Regions from separate parts of the Anas platyrhynchos genome. Here region 2 is linked to region 1. A link is a contact called in public Hi-C data. All regions are on one chromosome and are shown on one strand. The core of a region is the stretch at or near the end of the contact, and the rest is flanking DNA. Distances in the headings are between cores, read along the strand shown. Region 1 has its middle 22 kb from the start of HEY1. Region 2 overlaps ZC2HC1A (zinc finger C2HC-type containing 1A).

Evidence for each region. Hi-C and Micro-C count contacts between places; a contact is called where the count stands out from the background.
Region 2: a contact with region 1 is called in a Hi-C map of liver, with 2.7 times the contacts expected there. The contact joins two enhancer-like sites. A contact is called at or near these places in 2 of 8 Hi-C or Micro-C datasets (liver and subcutaneous adipose tissue).

Annotation. Positions count from the first base shown.
Region 1 is chr2:30,275,256-30,280,159 of IASCAAS_PekinDuck_T2T, forward strand. No RefSeq gene overlaps it. Among named protein-coding and RNA genes, the nearest start is that of HEY1, 22 kb to the left of the region's middle. Within about 2 kb of position 3,011, at least 4 of the 8 cell types and tissues checked have an H3K27ac peak or open chromatin away from gene starts, as enhancers often do.
Region 2 is chr2:30,614,086-30,618,989 of IASCAAS_PekinDuck_T2T, forward strand. ZC2HC1A (zinc finger C2HC-type containing 1A) reads right to left here. Exons shown (of 9, transcript XM_027452382.3): 8 at 2,212-2,316; 9 at 1-1,574. The coding sequence ends at 1,394. Among named protein-coding and RNA genes, the nearest start is that of IL7, 23 kb to the left of the region's middle. Within about 2 kb of position 2,991, at least 2 of the 8 cell types and tissues checked have an H3K27ac peak or open chromatin away from gene starts, as enhancers often do.

The sequences.
Region 1 (4,904 bases), core at 1,761-4,260:
CCATCCGTGCAGCCGTGGTGTCCCTACCTGCCCTCCGCAGTGGCTGAGCAGAGCCAGCTGTGAGCTGGAGCCCATGAGTTGTGCTACGGCAGCCGAGTGCTTGCACTGGCATGTCCTGGGACTCCCAGCACGGCACTGCTTGGCCAGGGAGCTCCTGTGTGCAAGCTGAGCTCAGCCAGCTCTGAGCCCAGGCCAGGGAGCTTGGGGCTGTTTGGATGCATCCTCACATATGTGCTGCAAGAGCCAGCAGCTGCCTTGGGCAATGCAAAGGCCTTTCCTTAGCCAAGACTGCTTGCTACATCTGTGAGCACTAAACATGCCTCGGCACGGAGGCCAAATGGAGCAAACAGTCTCTTAGTGAACTCTCGCAGGGACCAAACAACACGGCTGTGTGCAGGTGGGAGTGTGGGGCCCTGCCTGTGACCTGCCAGGCAGAGCAGCACCTTGCACTGGCCAAAAGGTGCCCAGCAGCACTGTACTGCTCTGCATATTCCAGAGCTCAGAGTGAAGATGTCCAACTTATCAGCTCCTTGTTAAAATGACCAGGTAGGGAAGACTGATTTTGTGTGGCTCTTTTATATTTAACTCTTTTCTCTTACTCATCCACAGATACATAGTTGTGAAAGAAAAAAAAAAAAAAGTCTGTGGTCTTGATGTGGAGAAACTGACCATGATGGATAATGATAAAAATAATGGGAAATAATAAGGGATAATCACTGCTCCCCCCCCCCCCCTTTTTTTTTTTTTTTTTTTTTTTTTTTTTTTTTTTTTTTTTTTTGTTTTTGTTTTGTTTTGTTTTCATATTGAAATTTCCATCCTGGTTTGCTGATGAGATGTATCAAAGACATGGAGGTATCCTCCTGAGAGAACAGAGATACCTGCCTGTCTTCCAAAATTATCTCAAGATAGAGATAAGAGGGGGTGCTGCAGCACCCCCTGCAGCACCCGAGGCATGTCTTCTCCTTCCCCTCCAGCTCTGCTGCAGGCTGTGGTCAAGCTCAGGAACCCCAGCTGACACTCCAACCTCTGCTGAGTCAGGCTCCCTCCAGCACTGGTAAGGAGCACAAGAGAAGGAAAACTGAGCTGGCCCCTCACAGGGACGGCTAAGGTCTAACAGGAACTGTTAATTCAGGCGCAGGCTGTGTTTCGTGAGCAAGCAGCTCTGCCGCTCCTAAACCTGTCTCTGGAGGCAGAAGACATGCATTTATCTGGCGCTGCTCCCAAAATAATACCTATGGCAGGGATAATCTGCAATCTGAATAATATGTTCATGGTTGATTGAAAGCTGTTTATATGGCATTGTACTCCACCAGTTTTTCATCATTTACAAAGAGGGAAGTGTAAAATAAAGTGCAAATGTTGAGTCTGGTCGCTTCTTCATCATCCTTTCCTAAGCTGCTCTAAATTCAACTTTAAAGGAGTTAGGTTATACATAAAACACAATATATACAACATGATATATACATCTCCTATATTTATATTGTCCCATTCTACTCTGTACATATTCTACTGTACATATACACTCAAATCCAGATTTTAGGGTAAATAATAGAGCATCAATCTTCGTGATGTCCTAAAGCACAATAACGCACAGCCTGACGGGTTTTTCAAAATAAAACTCACTGCCCTCAGCTGTATGTTAAATAATCAGAGTTTGCCCTCTTCTGGTCACAAGAAGTTGTACATGATGATTTTTATGAACTTGTGAACCTATGGAAATCATCATCTATCTAAGACTCTTTGGCAAATTGCATATTTGAAGAGGTAATGTTTCGAAACCAGATTTTATTATGGAATAGCTGTATTCCAGAGTTTGTTTAACAACCTGTTGCACATATAATAGGTAAGAGAAATTTAAGTTGTAGCTTGGCTGTTTCCTTACATCATTATCTCCTTAGGTCATAATTTCCTGGGATGTATCTTGGATAAAGTCTTTCATGTCCTCCTTCTTCAGGAGCTGCCCAAGAGCTTCCTTTCCCAGGACCCATTTGACCAAAGCCAACCTGTTACAGCAGGAAGACATTTTCCAGCATCCATTTACTGGTACCCAAAAGAAAGGGAAGCTGACATCCCACTGTAGACTTGATGAAAGTGGATGTTTCCCTAAGTAAATTATCAAATATACGCATGCTTACAGTCTCTGTGGACCTTTGAATAGAAAAAAGAACCTCCCTTAATTTTCCCAGAGGAAGATTTAAAGCTCAGTTGCTATCAGCATAACACTAAAGCTATGAAAGCTCAAAGCACAGGCGTTTTCTTGTACATCAGAGAAATGTACAAGATCCATGGGGAGTCTATAGCAGCCTCTTGCTTCTGCAGCTCACAGAGCTTTGGGTTATATTTGCATGCTTACTGCAGGCTGGGTTTGAGGGTCCTCTGTCTCGTGCCAGTGTTTGGAGAGGGAAAAAAAGAGTTCAGTGTTTTTGAAGGGTGGCAGATCTAAGGATGACCATCCTCTTTCTTCTCTCTGAGCTGTTTCATGGGTTGTTTAGGCTCTGATCTGATGGTGGTTTTTGATGCTAGCTTTTCTTGCTGTTCCGTACATTTCTGAAGTTGCTTTTTTTTTTTTAATCACCTCCCCAGTATCAACTTCGTGGGCTTCTGAATATTTCCTGTTGCTTTTTAGACATATTTGAAGCTACAGAAATGTAGATACTCTCACAGTCACAAGTTTCTGATGATGGTATTGTAATTCACGCAAAAAATTATTGTTTTAGAGCAACCCGTGGCCATGTCACTCATGTTACGCTGGAATTAAAGCTGAAAATATCTGGGCTCAGTCTCCAGATTTCAGAGCCACATTTACCTTATATAATAGTATGAACTGTGCAGCAGATGTAATGGCTATCCTTCAGAGGCAAGCCTTGCAATCCCGTGTATTTAGAGATTATCTCACTTCTTAAAACCGACCACTGCATGGCACTGTTGCACTATTATCACTGCGGCACCACCCCTGATGCATAGGGAAGTTTATCTGTAATTCTCCCACTGCCCGGCGAGAGCCCTTCGGGGTGTGAAGTGCTGGCTCCATCCACCGCTGAGACGTGCTCAGCACAGGGCATGTGCTGCAAGGTGCAGGGAGGTCCTGCTGCTCCCCGTGCAATCTTTTTGTGCCTCCACCAAAAACCTGATGAGAGGATTTCATTTGACGTGACGGTATCTGAAAACAGTTGGATAAGGTAGGTGTTCATGCTGATCCAAGCATAGGTTTTAAGCCATATCCCTCTTCTGGGAGAAGAGAGAGAAGCACTTCTCGGTATGGCTTAAGGTGTCAGGAATAAAGCTCTTTCCTACACTCCTCACACTTCTGAAAGGCCTGCTAAAAAGCGGTCAGCTCTGTGTGTGTGTGCACCCTACATCCAAACCTCCTGACTTTGGAAATATTTGAGTCTGTATGAGCACCAGTTTTGTGGCTTCAGTAGACCACATGAACTTTTCACAGATTTGCAGCATTCCTGTCTGAGTACTCAGCCAGCCTTGATCTGACCGATGGATTAACAAAAAACAGAGCCCTAACCCCATTTTGGAGACAGTCCTGGGACATGCAGATGCCACAGGTCAAAACTGCCTTTCTCACTGGGCTGCCAGCTCTGCCCAGCAGCTGAGCCTTCCCAAACCTCAGAGGGAGGAGGGAGCATCTGCTCTGCGCAGCGCTGGCACTCCAGGCTCCCTCCTGTCCACAGGGGGGTTTCAAACAGCCTGCAGAAAATGCTCCCCACAACAGCACCAGCTGCTCTAAGCTCACAGCATGCAGCTGGGCTTCTGCAGTTAATCCAAGAAGCAGGATATTTTTATTTTTATTTTTAAGTCCGGAGAATGCTACTTGCCACTGAATTAAAAAAAAAAAAACAATCTGAGATATTTCCAGTAGCCAAATGATAATGCAGGGTATTAGTCAGAGGCTTTTAGAATATATTTATACTTCAATAAAATGAATTCTACACCCACAAACTATTAAAATATCCAAATAAACCCAACAAGAGCAAAACATCAGCTCTGACACTGAGCTACTGAGGCCACATGGCCTTTTTCTTCATTCATTTCTCTGGTGCAGATTTGGTAGCCATGAAGCATCTCCCAGGCAATGCCCAGGTCTGGTTCTGTGGAGGGCACATGCCATGGAGCCTTCCAGCGGACACGCTGGATGTGGACACCCTTGTTTGTGGAGTCTGAAAGGGCCCACCACCAGAGGTTTGTCCTCAGCCTGTTGTCCTAGCAAGTGCAGCCAGCAGGACAAACAAGAAAAGGGCCTGAAACACATCCAGGTCTTGTTAAGTCAACGGACAGGGAGAACTCAGTAAGTGACTTGTCATTTGGAAATGTAACCCAAATCCAGGAGACCCCAACCCAAAATTCGGGACCTTAAATAGAGATAAAAGTTTGACTGAATGACTCTTTTCATTGGGGCTTAAAGCAAAATGCAAACTTTGAAGACTTGGCAGCACTGAGGTTTGTGTCATCCAGTTTCAGAGTTTGCTCTATGAGTCCCCTGCCAGGTTTAATTCTAGTAATTTTGCCAGAAAGACAAGGAGTTTAGGCAATGAAACCAACTTGCCATAAAGAAGTTGTGTTGTGCCTCTCACGCCGTTACAGAACTCATTGTGCACAGAGCTGACCTTGCAGCCCTGTGCCTGGATGAGCTTCTGCAGCTTGTTGACTGCAGGCCAGGACTTCCAGGGACATAACTTGGCTCCAGATTAAAACAGGCTGTATGGGTCAGAAACCGACTGTTGCAGATCTGGACCTTTTGGCCCATCTCTCTGAAAGAGCGAATGATGCCACTTTCATCACTTTAAATCAGAAAACTAATCCTAGGTGTAATTCTTGATCACCTTTTGAGCTTTTACCCTGAAAATCAGCGTGTTACCAGCCAGAATCTTGATGCAGTTATTGATGTATATACC
Region 2 (4,904 bases), core at 1,741-4,240, 340 kb after region 1:
ACGGTGAGCTCAAAGTAACCATTTCTGACAAAAAGAGTGTATTGTGGGAAAGGCACAGTTAAGGTCTTTCAGATTGTTCTTCCACGCATAGCTAAGATGATGTCAGTATTTCAAAATAAAGCTTCACAAAACAAATTACTACATTCAGATACAAGTTAAGTGATTCAGCTTGTGAATGGCTTTAATAGATTGTGTCATTTATTTTAAAAGAATGAAAAAAACAGCTTCCAGGGCCTGACTCTTCTAACCAATGAACTGATGTGAAGTCTGCTACTAACTTTAAGAGGCTGATTTCAGAGCCCGTGAATATACAGAATTGAAGAGAAAAAAGGTATCATGTGTTAACTCCAGAAATATGGGACCTGCTGTTTGCACAGGGATAAGTATAAAAGCAGTTGCTACTTATATTAATTTCTACTCTTCTAATAGCATACATTTTATGGATCTCTTTTTGTATTGGATACGTCAAGAAGGTTGTTTTTAAAACAAGTTCAACACTTAGGTACAGTAACTACAAGGGAAGAAAAAAAGAGTAGGGCTTTTGGAAACCTTTAAAGACATAAGCAAAGAGCTTTTACACATGCTAGTCACGGTGAAGAACACAGGAAGACAAAGACAACTATTTCAGAACAAAAGGAACTGATGAAAATGAGGATATCATATTTCTTCTTATAAATACATAAAAATATTAACAAGTTCTAATTCAAAAACAGAATGGGGAAAGCTGCACAAATTTTGTTTTTCTTATATGTGAATGGAATTTTCAGACTTTCCTCTTTGAATAGTTAAAAAAAATCATTGGAAGTAACTGTAAAGTCCACTTAGGATATTACTGTGAAGTAATAGTTTAAATAGTTTGAAGGGACCTGTCTTTTTGCACTTTTAACCAGAAATTTCTAGGGAGTTGTTTATGTTGTTTTCATTTAGAACATAGATAACATGTACTTAGTATTACATATGAAGGAAATGCCTCCACAAAGAAACTTTTGACACAGAAGTTTTTCATTGTTAGTTCCCTATGGGTGAGTTAACCTACATAAGTGATTTAAATAATGCCTTATCTAGTAGGATTATATAAGAAAAGTAACACTGAACCACTTCCACTACCTAAGTTACTTAACATGTTTTTATACTTTAAAATATTTCCAGCAGAGATTAAAGAATATTTCCATGAATGGCACAGTTTAAGGTACCTGCTATTTTTATATACAGTATATATATTTATATATAAATTACTATGTAACCGGAAGATTGCACTCAGAAAATTACAATATGATGTTTCAACACGTTTGCAGCATGAAGTCTAACTGGAAGGAGTGCTCTAGCTTTCCATGCAGCAGTACATTGCAGATGCTTCCAATTTCTCTTTTTCTCTTTGTTGTTAAGTATGTGTTCACACAACCATTCTTCGAATTCCACACTCACAGCAAAACTTCGCCCATTCCACTGGATACCTTGTTCCACATTCATGGCAGAATTTAGATAACTGTACGGGTGAATTTCCTTCACTGCTTTTTGAACTTGCTCCATTGACTGAGAAGTCTCCACTGTCATACCCTATTTTACCATCAGGCCTGAAAAAAAAAAAAAAAGATAAAAAACATCCACTGTAACTGAGTTCAGTATAACTTGATGCAAAACTATTTAAACCCTTTTAGGGAATTACTGCTATTGTTATTGTCATTTTCATGCTTACACTTTGCATTTATTTGCCCTTTACCACGACCTTGTAAGTTTACCCAGATTCCCCAATTTTTAGGAGCACAATTAAGTGTTTGAGTCATTAGTTAGGTTAACCAGATAATCTGGAAACATAAAAATTAGCTTGTCAAAACAGGAAAGGCAAATAGCCTAAAAGAGAAATATAATTTTCCCCCTGCTCTTTAAAAGATTTCATTTAACTTCAAGTGAACCACTGGCCATTTGAATGATCATTCATCCAATTTGTCAATGACTAAGAGGTTTTTGACATTTCTAAAAGTCTTCTGTGCCCATCTTATCTGAGAGTGATATTCTACTAGATGGCAAACAAGGAAAATACATTCTCAGCATCTAAAACGGGACAGGTAAAATTGACCATGAATTATCCATTAACTGCAGAGAACAGCATTTTCCCCTACTTATTCTCCAGTGAGTACTCCCCTTAAATGAAGATTCTACTGCTGGCAAAAAAAAAAAAAAAAAAAAAAAAAAAAAGCAAAAAAAAGCTACCTTGAGTAACTGTCTGAATTACTTGTTTTTCTTTTGTTTGATAGAGCACCCGTGCTCATGGTTCTTGCCACACTAGGAGGGGTTGTCCGTGCTTTTGTTACACCTCTAAAACAGAATAAATATCCAATTAGTTATATAAACACAAATTTACACAAGGAAAGGCATTTTTAATTTATATACAAAAATTAATTTAACAATCCACAACAATCAATAATACAATGAATAATACAACTTACTTCCTAAAATACAGAAAAGCTTTGCCATGAACTTGCCTACATTGGACTAAATATGATTCAAATCTTACACTGCCAAGCTAAATTGCACAGCCAGTCCCTTCCTGTTTCACTTGTTATCACACCAAAATACAGGTAGAACCCGCACTATTGATCATTTAGTATATTCTAAGGTCTTCTTTGACAGACTATAAGTCACTTTATAGTGTTGTCAGGGCTTTCAGAAAAATACAGGGTAACTGAATGCAATGCGAAAAAGAATTTACAGAAGATACCATATTTCCAATATTTTGTGACAAATATAAAACAAGTAACATTTTCTTAATAGCCACAGACTTGACATAGGACGCATAATTCTCAGCTTGGCAGACCTTCTTTCTCCAAAGCATATGTATGGGAGGGGGAAAGGAGGGGAAGGAAGGTCTGTCCAGCTGGACATTAGGGCCTAGTTTTTTTCTAGCTTGCCACAGTGTTTCAAAGTTGGCTTCAATAGTACAACCACAGAGCTGTGAAAGCTACCTTCCTCAAGACTCATATAAGTCATTACGCAATTAATAGCACGTCCTAAACACGCAGAACATTTTACTGCTTTTTCTGGTCAGTGGTAAGAACATCAGAATCCCCTGCAAAATCTCAGAAGTACAAGGAAAAAAGATAGGAAGGGACATTCTTTTATCATCAGTGATCAAGGACAGAATTTTTCTTCATTGCTCAAGAGAATTACCATTCACCAGGATTTCTTATTGTTTGGCAAGGCATCAGAATGACTATGACGTCTTGTGCCTGACCACCAAGTTTTTCTGTTCACATTCTTGAACGCTGATGCATAATGAAATTTAAGCTGGGACAATCTCATGGACATTACGAAATATTAGAACAAGATCTCACAAAAAGTTAGTCACCAAGAGCCCAATCAGCAACAAAAACCCCAATAGTGATTTTTTCCAGATGAACCTAACTGCTCCTTTCAAAACTATAAACAGCTTATTCTTGGCTTGCTTTTCAAAATATAAAGAAAATTATTCAGTTCCAATAACTTCAAATACAGCAATGACACAACTGATGATCAGTGTTGTAACTCCTGAATTTGAAACGATTCATTTCAAAAAGCCCATTTTCCTTCATGTTGTGAATATAAGCTAAGGATGGTTTTTCAGTTCCTTCCACTAAGAACCAGTCACTTAAACACTTCAGTGGAAAAGTGATCAAATGATTAAGAATAAAAACAGAAACCGGGAACTAAATTTAAGAATAAATCAAGTGAAAATTGTATTTAGAAAACGTATTCAAGTTTAACAAGAATGGCTTTTACTTTCAACGGGTAAAGTGGAACTACCAAAAATTCTGTCTCACTGGGCAGAACACTAACTTTCTCCTTCAGTTCTCTTTTGAGTCCTCTTACCTGGCAAAGAGATACTAAAGATGATTTTACTTAAAACATTGTGTAGACTGAAAAGCACTACATAGGTTTTAATTCTGATATAACATCAGAAGTCATGTCAGTTTTTCAGAAGCTACAGAATTACATGATAAAAGTTCTAAGTGTAACTTACATTATGATGTTACAAGGACACACAACACTACAGACACTAAAAAAACTATCATGCATTATTTCCTCCATCTCATTTTAGATTGGAGGCAGACCGTGCTTTAAATACTGGTAAAATTCATTAAAGCTCAATAGTGCAGAAAAATATAATGGACTTTTACTTTATTTGTTATGGAAGCTAAAAAAATGTATAAAAATGTATAAAAACTTAACTGCAGACACAGAAATGGTAGATCTCATGAATCAGTGATGATCAAACAATGTAGACCAGAATTATGTCCCAATTCCTGCTTAGACAATTCCAAATAATTTAAACCAAACTTTTCTAACCTATTAATGAATCACAGTTTTCTCCGGATTTCCGAATTTGGAACTAGGAATTAGGAACACTACTTCTTCAAAACTGAGAGCATTAATATCTTAAATTGAAATCTGTTCAGGATACACCTTGAATCAATCATTTCCTACATAATGCAAGGAATATTTTTTTAAAAAAGTCCTAGATATTTGAAAGAAATTGACGTGAAAAATAGTCCACTTCTCTTTCCCGTATTTCAGCTGTTCACTTCTTTAAAATATGTATAATAATATACCCTTACCCTACTAAAAAAGGGTCTCTAAAAAAAGTCAACTGATACTTTAATAATATATGTATATTCGAGAAGTTTCCCCAAAATCAATGTCTTAAGAATATGATTTGAATGTATAATATGACACATAGGTTACCAGTAAAACCAGGAAAAAGTAAAAAAAACAAAAAACAAACAAACAAAAAAAAACAACACATTGAAAGTGCACTGTCTATCCTGTCTGTTGAGCAAGGTAGTCACAAGAAAACTTTGAACTTTACTAAGGTTAAACAGGGCATCCTAACTCCTAAATACTTAAAAATAGGTTTGCTTATTCACAGA